Linked DNA regions of Sparus aurata: region 2 is linked to region 1. A link is a contact called in public Hi-C data. All regions are on one chromosome and are shown on one strand. The core of a region is the stretch at or near the end of the contact, and the rest is flanking DNA. Distances in the headings are between cores, read along the strand shown.

Evidence for each region. A called contact is a pair of places that touch in the nucleus more often than the background predicts.
Region 2: a contact with region 1 is called in a Hi-C map of an unstated tissue, with 11 times the contacts expected there. The contact joins the promoter of LOC115589293 here to the promoter of hacd4 in region 1. A contact is called at or near these places in 2 of 2 Hi-C or Micro-C datasets (skeletal muscle and an unstated tissue).

What each region holds. Positions count from the first base shown.
Region 1 is chr10:23,007,825-23,012,279 of fSpaAur1.1, reverse strand. It overlaps hacd4 (3-hydroxyacyl-CoA dehydratase 4), which reads right to left and starts at 1,854. Exons shown (of 7, transcript XM_030431117.1): 1 at 1,577-1,854; 2 at 839-945; 3 at 195-322; 4 at 1-55. The coding sequence starts at 1,638.
Region 2 is chr10:23,150,737-23,154,900 of fSpaAur1.1, reverse strand. LOC115589293 (histone H2A.Z) reads left to right here and starts at 1,537. Exons shown (of 5, transcript XM_030430136.1): 1 at 1,537-1,691; 2 at 2,001-2,078; 3 at 2,242-2,355; 4 at 2,457-2,586; 5 at 2,948-3,595. The coding sequence starts at 1,689. The coding sequence ends at 3,009.

The DNA of each region.
Region 1 (4,455 bases), core at 605-3,104:
TCTGGATCTCCTCCAGCATGATGATCATGATCAGCAGCAGGTTCTTCTCCAGAACCTGAAAGAACAGAGATCATGCACTATCCACCGAGCCCCTCGCACGGCTAAAGAGCTCTTGATTACATATTTATTACATTTTATAAGATCCACATGATTAATGATTGAATTCCAGTAAGAGGTGGAGCTGTGATACACACTTGGATGAAGCGAGGAAGGAGTCTGGCTTTCTCAATCCTGTCTGCGATGTGGAAGAGCTCCAAGATGGAAAGCAGCTGGCACAGACTCATCACAAAGCCAACGGAGTAAAATGTGTCTGCTAAGGCATCTGCAAAGTGAAAAATCATATTTTATCACACTAACTTGTGCCAACTGGTAGAGACTCGTGATCCTGTCCTACTGAGCTAAAATCAATCATTATTTAAAGGAACAGTTCAACCTAAAATGAATATCCCATCATCATCACCTCTGCACATGCAGATGGAAAGTCGGGGGGAGTTTCACAGTCCACAAACCATTTCTGGAGCTTTACAGCAAAACAACGTTGCAGCATCCTCCTAAACAACTTAAGTAGCTGGGGACTTTATTCAAAACAGAATAAACAACAATATTAAAAAAAAGAAAACTGCTGGCTCCATATGCAGTAATCCAAGTCTCCAGACAGACCACAACAGTGACTAAATTTTATTTTTTGGGTGAAGTGTTCCTTTAAATGGGCTTCTTTCTCATACCGATCTTAAAAAGCTTCTTGTATTGTACATATGAATCCGTGTGTCATCCGCTGGGCTGTTCAGTCTGAGTTGCTTGAGTCTTATGCTGAATGTTCCGCGTTGGTAAATCTTACCTCGACCAAATGTGAGGAACCTGGCTATGCTATTGGCTAATATCCACGTGTGTCCACAGAACTGGAACAGGTTGTAAGAGAAAATATAGGCGAGCCTGAAGCTGAGCCTGTAAGAGAAAAAAATTAATTTGGTTAGTACTAGAACAGGTTTACATGCTTTAATGTTAAAAAAAAACACAATTGTTTTCTCATCTTGTCCAGTGCTGCAGCTCTGTATTCACCCTCTATCTTAGCTCCTGTCTCTTGAAGACTCGCCCAGTCTGCTCTAATTGGTCAGCTCACGTATGCCTGAGCCAGCGCCGCTAATAACACCGGAGCAGCTGTGTCAAATCCATTCTTAAGTGCCAAACAACAAGGTGTCGTTAAAGTTTAATCAGCAAAAAATGTATAATAAAGGTTATGGTAAAGATTTCCTTAATCTTCCCTAACACAGATGAAAATAACCCTTCATTGAAAATGGCATCAGCAATGATAGAAGAATGGAATGGCTGACTGCAGACAGAAAAATCCTCCCCAGGTAGTTTTGAACTCTTTGTGTATGATCTGTGGGCTCATGCTGGATATAAAACCTTCAAAAATAAGAACTAATCCCTCTTTACAGGAGTTAATCTTAGAAAGTTGACAGTAATAGAAGCTCTGTCTGTGATCAGCCTGACATTCCTCAACACGCCCTGCAGATACAGAACATTCCTCCCACGGCGAGAACACCGCTGCTCGATTCCCACAACACTCACTCACATTCTCCCCATGAAGTCTCCTTCTGGTCCTTGTGTTGCAGGTAAAAAAAAGGAGCTGCTCATAATCCCTGTCAGACTTTGAGGAGAATCATTTTTCCAGGTGCAGTTTGTGGCTCCTTGAAGCAGTTTTTCTCCCAGTAAACGGAAAAACACGCCTCTTACTTCATCGTCCTTCACAAGTGGAGGCAGAGAAAAATGAAGCAATATGAGAGTTTCCTTCTGCTTCCTCAGGCTGATTCTTACACTTCTTACTGTGCAGCGAGTAGGAAGTGGACATTCCATGTGTGAATGTGACGTCAGATAGTCCCAGCCCCCTGAACTGAAAAACTATAGACACAGACTCGGGAGAGAGAGGAGCAGCAGGAGAACACTGAGCCACACACACACACACACACACACACACAGAAAACATGTCTATGGTATTAGAATTGGCAGTAGGAACGAGTGAAACACTTCTGGATCCCCTGAGCTGAATACCACACCACCGTCTCATAACCTTGCACTGAAAGTGAAGTGGGTGAAGGAGTGAAGGGTTAGTTATTGACATACTACTGTTGTACTATAGAAAACAACAGCACACATTACATACTGTATAAGCTATACATTTCCACACAAAACAGCTTTGAAATCTTATCAACATTAGAGACACCAATTCACTTGTTAAATCTAGAAAGAAAACAGTATGGTATGTTTAAACTTAAGACAACGTTATTCATCCTTTTGGGAGGTTCCCTCAAGGAAATTGAAGATGATGAGGATGATGATATTCTACATTTTGTCAGCAAATCCCATGAGAATAGCAAGGCAACAACGCTCTCTCATTCATCTCCAAACCCACTGGCGCCTACAAACCCATCTTCAGAAACACCTCAGAAGTAAAAAAAAAAAAAAAAAAAAAACACAAAACAAAAAAAATACATTTTTAGAAAAGGTTCAGGATCAAAACCAGTTGCTCTCTATAGGTTTTTTTTTTTTTTTTTTTTTTTTTTTAATCAAAAATGACCTAAACAGAACATTTAACTACATTTACACAGCCCATCTTGAATTTCTTTAAGGATAATAATTGAATTGTAATCTCCTTGTTGTTTTGTGTGTGTGTCACTGCCGATTTTGTTTTTATTTGTATGTATGTATGTATGTATGTATGTATGTATGTATGTATGTCCGGTTTTTTTCCAATAACACTTTGAAAACCAATACAAAAAGATGTCAGAAAAGAAACTCTGAGACTATTATCAGCAGTGGATTAAGATTTATTTGGTGTTTATTACCAGAATAAAACACTGGCAATGAACATTACAACAAATCATGGATATGTTCAAACTTTACATTTCCTTATGTTTCATTTTTTGTTTCGGTTGAATTTACAGTGTTTTCTAACACAGTGCTTATGCTCCGGTTATAAAAAAAAAAAAACACCTGGTTCTGAAAGCATTGTGTTTAACTTAAAATACGTGTTTTGACAACCATAAAAATGGCTGGAGATACCCGAGGTCTATTTAAAAATATCCAGTGGCATCTCACTTATAATGTTGAAATGCCTTTGGACAACAGTAGCTCTCTGTGGCACAGAGGACGGAGATCATCAGGTGTTGATTCACAAAGTGCTTGTTGATAAGATCGGTTCATTGTTGGTTTGACTATGCACATTTGAAGAAAAATATAAAACATCAACAGCTATACTTAAATCAAAACGTTCACAAAATGAAAACATACAATAACACAATATATATAAAGAATGTAGAACTTTGATCACCCTGAAGCCTGTGGCTGGCTCTATAACAGCCACGAGCATTTACTCAAATGTCTTTGCATCAGTGTTGTAATTGTTATAACAATGATAATTATTAATTTTAAGTTATCAAATTGATCCCAACGTGTTACAGTCGCAGGTGTTGAGGGATTATGAAAAATAACCAGAAGTCAGATAGATAGAAATCACACATGTGAATGGTACGTCATTAAAAAAGTATCTGATATGAAACTGTAATTAAGTATCAAAAGTACAAGTAAAACTGAATGCTACATATACGTACTTGAATGTACTTTATTTACTGTATACTATGGGTGGGCTGATTATCTGCCTTGACGATTATCGCATGAAAGCTTATTTTATTATTTAGATCAGCGTTATTTTTATTAAATTGCATATCAAGTGAATTATCCTCATTTGGCTCCGATGCAGCATATAAACTGTGAAGTAACTAAACTTATCAAATAATGTAGTAGTGTCAAAGGTATGACATTTACCTAACTGGAGTGGAAGTTTAAAAGGAGCAGAAACTGGAAATACCAGTATCTCAAAATTGTACTTTACTAAAGCATTCAAGTAAATTTACTCAGTTACATTCCACCCCTGCAGATGCTGCTCTCAAAAAAATGGTATGCACTGCTCTCTAGTGGTGGAAATAATGAACTCCGCCTGCCGATATCACATTCAGTATCAAGAGTCAAACTGAATAAGACACAAACAGCGCAGAAGCAGTTCAGTTTGAATACAGCATGATTTTAGTGAAGCTTGTAAAACTCAGTGAGGAGTTTGTAATCTGTGGCACCAGCCTTTCTTCCAGGGTTAGGGTTAGGGTTAGCTTGTGATTGTGTTTTGGTACATTTGTTTATAAAGATGCTTTTCTTACATTTCTTAAAAACAAAAATAATGACTACAAAAGATGAGCTGTGGTTTTAGGGGGGATTGTTTACTTGTACTGCTGAATAACAGTTAAATTCCTGGTGTCTGTTCAGCCAGGTGGTCCCAAACCTGGCAACCTCACTGTGATAACTCCAGGAAGTTGCACCTGACTGTGGTTCGCCAACAAGCATTCCAGCATTTACCACCCTCTGAAACCACAAACTGTCATTTTGACATTCCTGTTTGTGTGT
Region 2 (4,164 bases), core at 288-2,787, 140 kb before region 1:
CTCCTGCTGCTGCTCTGGGCAGACACCCTTCACTCAAGTGCCAAAGACTTTCTGACAAGACACATATCATCTGCTGTAATAAACATTTTCTTGACTCCATTCACTGGCATGTCTCTATAATTTTTCAAATTTTCTGAAATGATCTGTTTAAAAATTTCACACCAAAGCCCCACAGACACTTCTTTGCTTTGTTGATCTCATATAACATCAATCCCCCATTGAAAGCTGACATTCAAATAATAGATCAAATGATGGCTCAAATAATGGGGTCCCTGGTAGGCTGGAAAACAAACACCAGGTGTTTTGCATGTATCAAAATCAGCATAATTAGATTTCCATTCATACTGATGATGAAAACGATAATATAAAACAAAATAATCCTGTTGTATTGGAAGCAAAAGATGAAGAAAGTGCCGAGTTTCTATTAAAGGAGCATTCCGACTGTAAACTAAGCAGCTGTTTGTAACATTGGAGTTTCTCAGGGACCCCCAAAGAAACAATAAAGGGTCAGAGGAAGTGATAGTCTAGCCCTGCAACTCTGGAAATAAGAACATGATTGTTTGGCTTTACAACAAGAGGATCATTATCCATTTGAATTTTTTATTCGGGTGCAAAATTGCAAAGACTGGTCGTGGACACGGATAAAGGGCCTTTATATTAAGCACTACAGACTCTTCATATTAAATCTGACACGCTGCACCTTTAAATAAACCACATGTGTGACATTTTCTGAATCTACAACTTGAAATGACATCTGTGTCTTTAACTTGTGGTTATAGTATAGTTAGTACAGTGAAGAGCCCTGGAGTTGATGGCTGTTCTGAACGTATTTATGGCTGCGCGTAAAAACATGAGCACTCACTGCCCTCATGTGGCCAATGCGTGAAACTACATCACAAGAATAACCTGTTACTGTAAACCACTATGTTGACAGGAGCAAATCATGATGTTACATTTTTATCAAAAACGAATTTTTGTCAAGTGCATTGCGCAAAGAATCCTGATTTTAATTATATATAAAAAAGGTTACTTTTGCAAAAGAGTTAGTCCACAGCTGCTGATTTTGCGGAGTTGCTGCTTTATCCCTGTGTAGCTTTTTTAAATTGTATTTTCATCATTGGACAGAATGTTGAGTATGAAATGGACCATATGTTGAGGGGCGACTGTCATAACTATAATATCAGTGAGCGTTTTTCCTGTACCTACAACGATAAAGCTTTTCCAAACAAATTTCGCAAATATTTTCGGTCAACATATCAACTTGACTCGATGAGACAACGACTTCAGCCTCAATGTCTTTTCTTTGGTCTCAAGACCGAGTAGACAACCTTTGAAAGAAAAATGCTTTCCGTATCAATACGAACTTGTTTCTTTGAAAATGAAACAGACAATGGGAATAGACTGCCTAAATGTTAGAACTACATTACCCATCATTACTTTGAACGGAAACGTAACATCTTTCCCGCAAAGTGAGGTGTGTTCTTGTTCATTGGCTGAACGTCGCGGCAGGAAACGCATAGCGAAATATGATTGGCTGGCGGTCTCCCTTTAGTTACCCGGATAAAGATTGGCTTTATATAAGGTACTATCGGAGGCGGGGGGTTGTAGTTCAAACCAACAGTCGGTAGTCGATAAGAAGAAGCTAGATATTGTGCCACAGCGTCAGAAATTATTTGTAGATTTTAAATATGGTAAGTATTTTAAGTCATCTTAGCGACCTATCTGAACGATAAGCTGTCTAAGCTGGTGGTTTTCTGGCAATAGATGTTTAATAGCTGCCAGTGCATTTCGGTGGATAGCTAACTGGTAGCCGCTAACGTTAGCTGTTGTAGTAGCTTAGCGGGCTAGCTGAGTTGCCGTTATTGGTTGCATTAAGGGAAGCAATAGGGTGGCCACATACTGCTAAGAGGGCGGTAAAAGTGGCCACTCGTAGTCACTGTTATCACACTGTAACACTGGATTTTGTAGCTGTAAACTGAACATTTTTCACGTTTTTCCAGGCTGGTGGTAAGGCAGGTAAAGACTCCGGGAAGACCAAGACGAAAGCTATTTCGCGCTCACAGAGAGCCGGACTGCAGGTTTGTCCACTGAAACTCATTCATTTCCTCGACCGTGCTAACACAAGCTAACGTTGGCAATCAGACGTCGCAGAGGTTACCCAGCTGGTGGCCGCCTCTCACTGTCAGGCCACTGAGCCATTTATTTCTCCGCGCTAATACCCGGTGTGTTTTATCGCTGCAGTTCCCAGTGGGTCGTATCCACAGACACCTTAAGTCCAGAACCACCAGCCACGGCAGAGTGGGAGCCACTGCAGCGGTGTACAGCGCGGCTATTCTTGAATACCTCACGGCCGAGGTAACGTCCTTCTATCTTGCACCTCATCCACACATCAGCCCTGCAGAGCTGCTGTCACCTCGGTATGTAACTATCTAAAGCTTGGCGTTTTTCCCTCGCAGGTCCTGGAGTTGGCAGGAAACGCATCAAAGGATCTTAAAGTGAAACGTATAACCCCACGCCATTTGCAGCTGGCCATTAGAGGAGATGAAGAGCTGGATTCACTTATCAAAGCCACTATTGCTGGAGGAGGTAAGGGAACACTTTTCACCCTGTTGGCATTTAGAAGCTGGTGTTGTTTGGCCTTGATCTTTGATCAGCTTGACATTTTAAATGTGGACTTTTTTTTTATTTTTTTTTATTTTTTATATATTTTATTTTTTCTAATCAATTAACAATTTTGTTTAGAGAAAAAGTGGAATGGTGAGAAATTTCCTTTCCTGAAGCCAAGTTGACAACACTTTAATTTCATTTTACATGAGATCATCTCAATTGTGCCTTCAATTTTCTGTGGCTCAGACAATCAACACAACTGATAACTGTTACATCTCTGCTCGACTTCGACACGTTAATGGCTCAACCTTTTGTTTTGTTTTGTTTTGTTTTTTCCCAGGTGTGATCCCGCACATCCACAAGTCTCTGATTGGAAAGAAGGGCCAGCAGAAGACCGTATAACCTGAAGTGCTCTGAAAGTCTGCATCATGTGGTTAAATGTCTTAGATTAGAACACCTTTGTATTGAGCTTGCAGTTACTCACCTGGGGTATTTTTTAAAAGTGGCTTCAAAGAAGCTCATTTCTTGTGTTTTCCTTGTTTTTCTGGTGCTGCAGTTTTTGTGTTGAAACTTGCTTTTGTGGCGTTCCCATGTTCAAAGTGGTGTTTTAATAAAGCTCTCATTGGGCATTTGCAGTTTCTTCTTTCAGTTCTTGCTTTATCATGGGCTTGTTTCTGTTGTTCCGTACTAGATATTCAGTAGATTCCTCCGGTGTAGGTGATGCAAATGTGATTTGGATTTTGTGGTCTATATTGTCAGCGTTTGAAAGACTCCACCTCAGTCACTAAAAAGCCAAGGACAACCACAGTCTGCATGTGGAAAGAGTCGTGGCATGCTTAAAAGCAGCTTCAGTAAGCCATCAGTTTCAGCCTCGTGTAGTTGCATGACTTGCAAAGCATGTTTTTGAGTTTACTGGACTGACGCACTGGGGAAGACCCTGTAGTCATTTTTGGATTCCTGAATAAAAACTGAACTGGTACTGTCAGAACATTTTTGCACATTGTGTATGACTGGCTTATTGCATGAAGGCAGTTTGACTGTTCCCAGTTTCAAGATGAAATGGTTTGATGAAAGGAAAGTTGACTCAGAAATGGGAATTGATTCCCCCCCTCCCCATGCTGATGGAAAGTCAGTTGGAGTTTCGTTGTCAACAGAACAATTCTGGAGCTTGACAGCAAAACAGGATTGCAGCAGTAGCTGGGGACTTGTTTTGAAACGTATAATGGCACCATGTAGCTTTTCTAGTGCACTCCATGTCTCAGGATGCCCAGAGATCCCAAACGAAAACATGCTAGACCCTTTTTTTTAAAGCCAAAATCTTCCTTGTAGCTGCTAAGCAAAAAGCTTTGGCAATTCAATATCATTTTGAATTTCTGGGTTTCCAGAGACTTGGATTAGACTGGACAAACTGGAGCCAGTTTTTTCCATTTTTTTCATGTTTTTTAACCAGTCCTTTTTCAGTCGTTCAGGAGAACTCTGTCTTGCTGTGAAGCTACAGAAGTGTTTTGTCAGCTACGAAACTTCACCCGATTTTTCATCAGCACGGGGAGAGGAGAA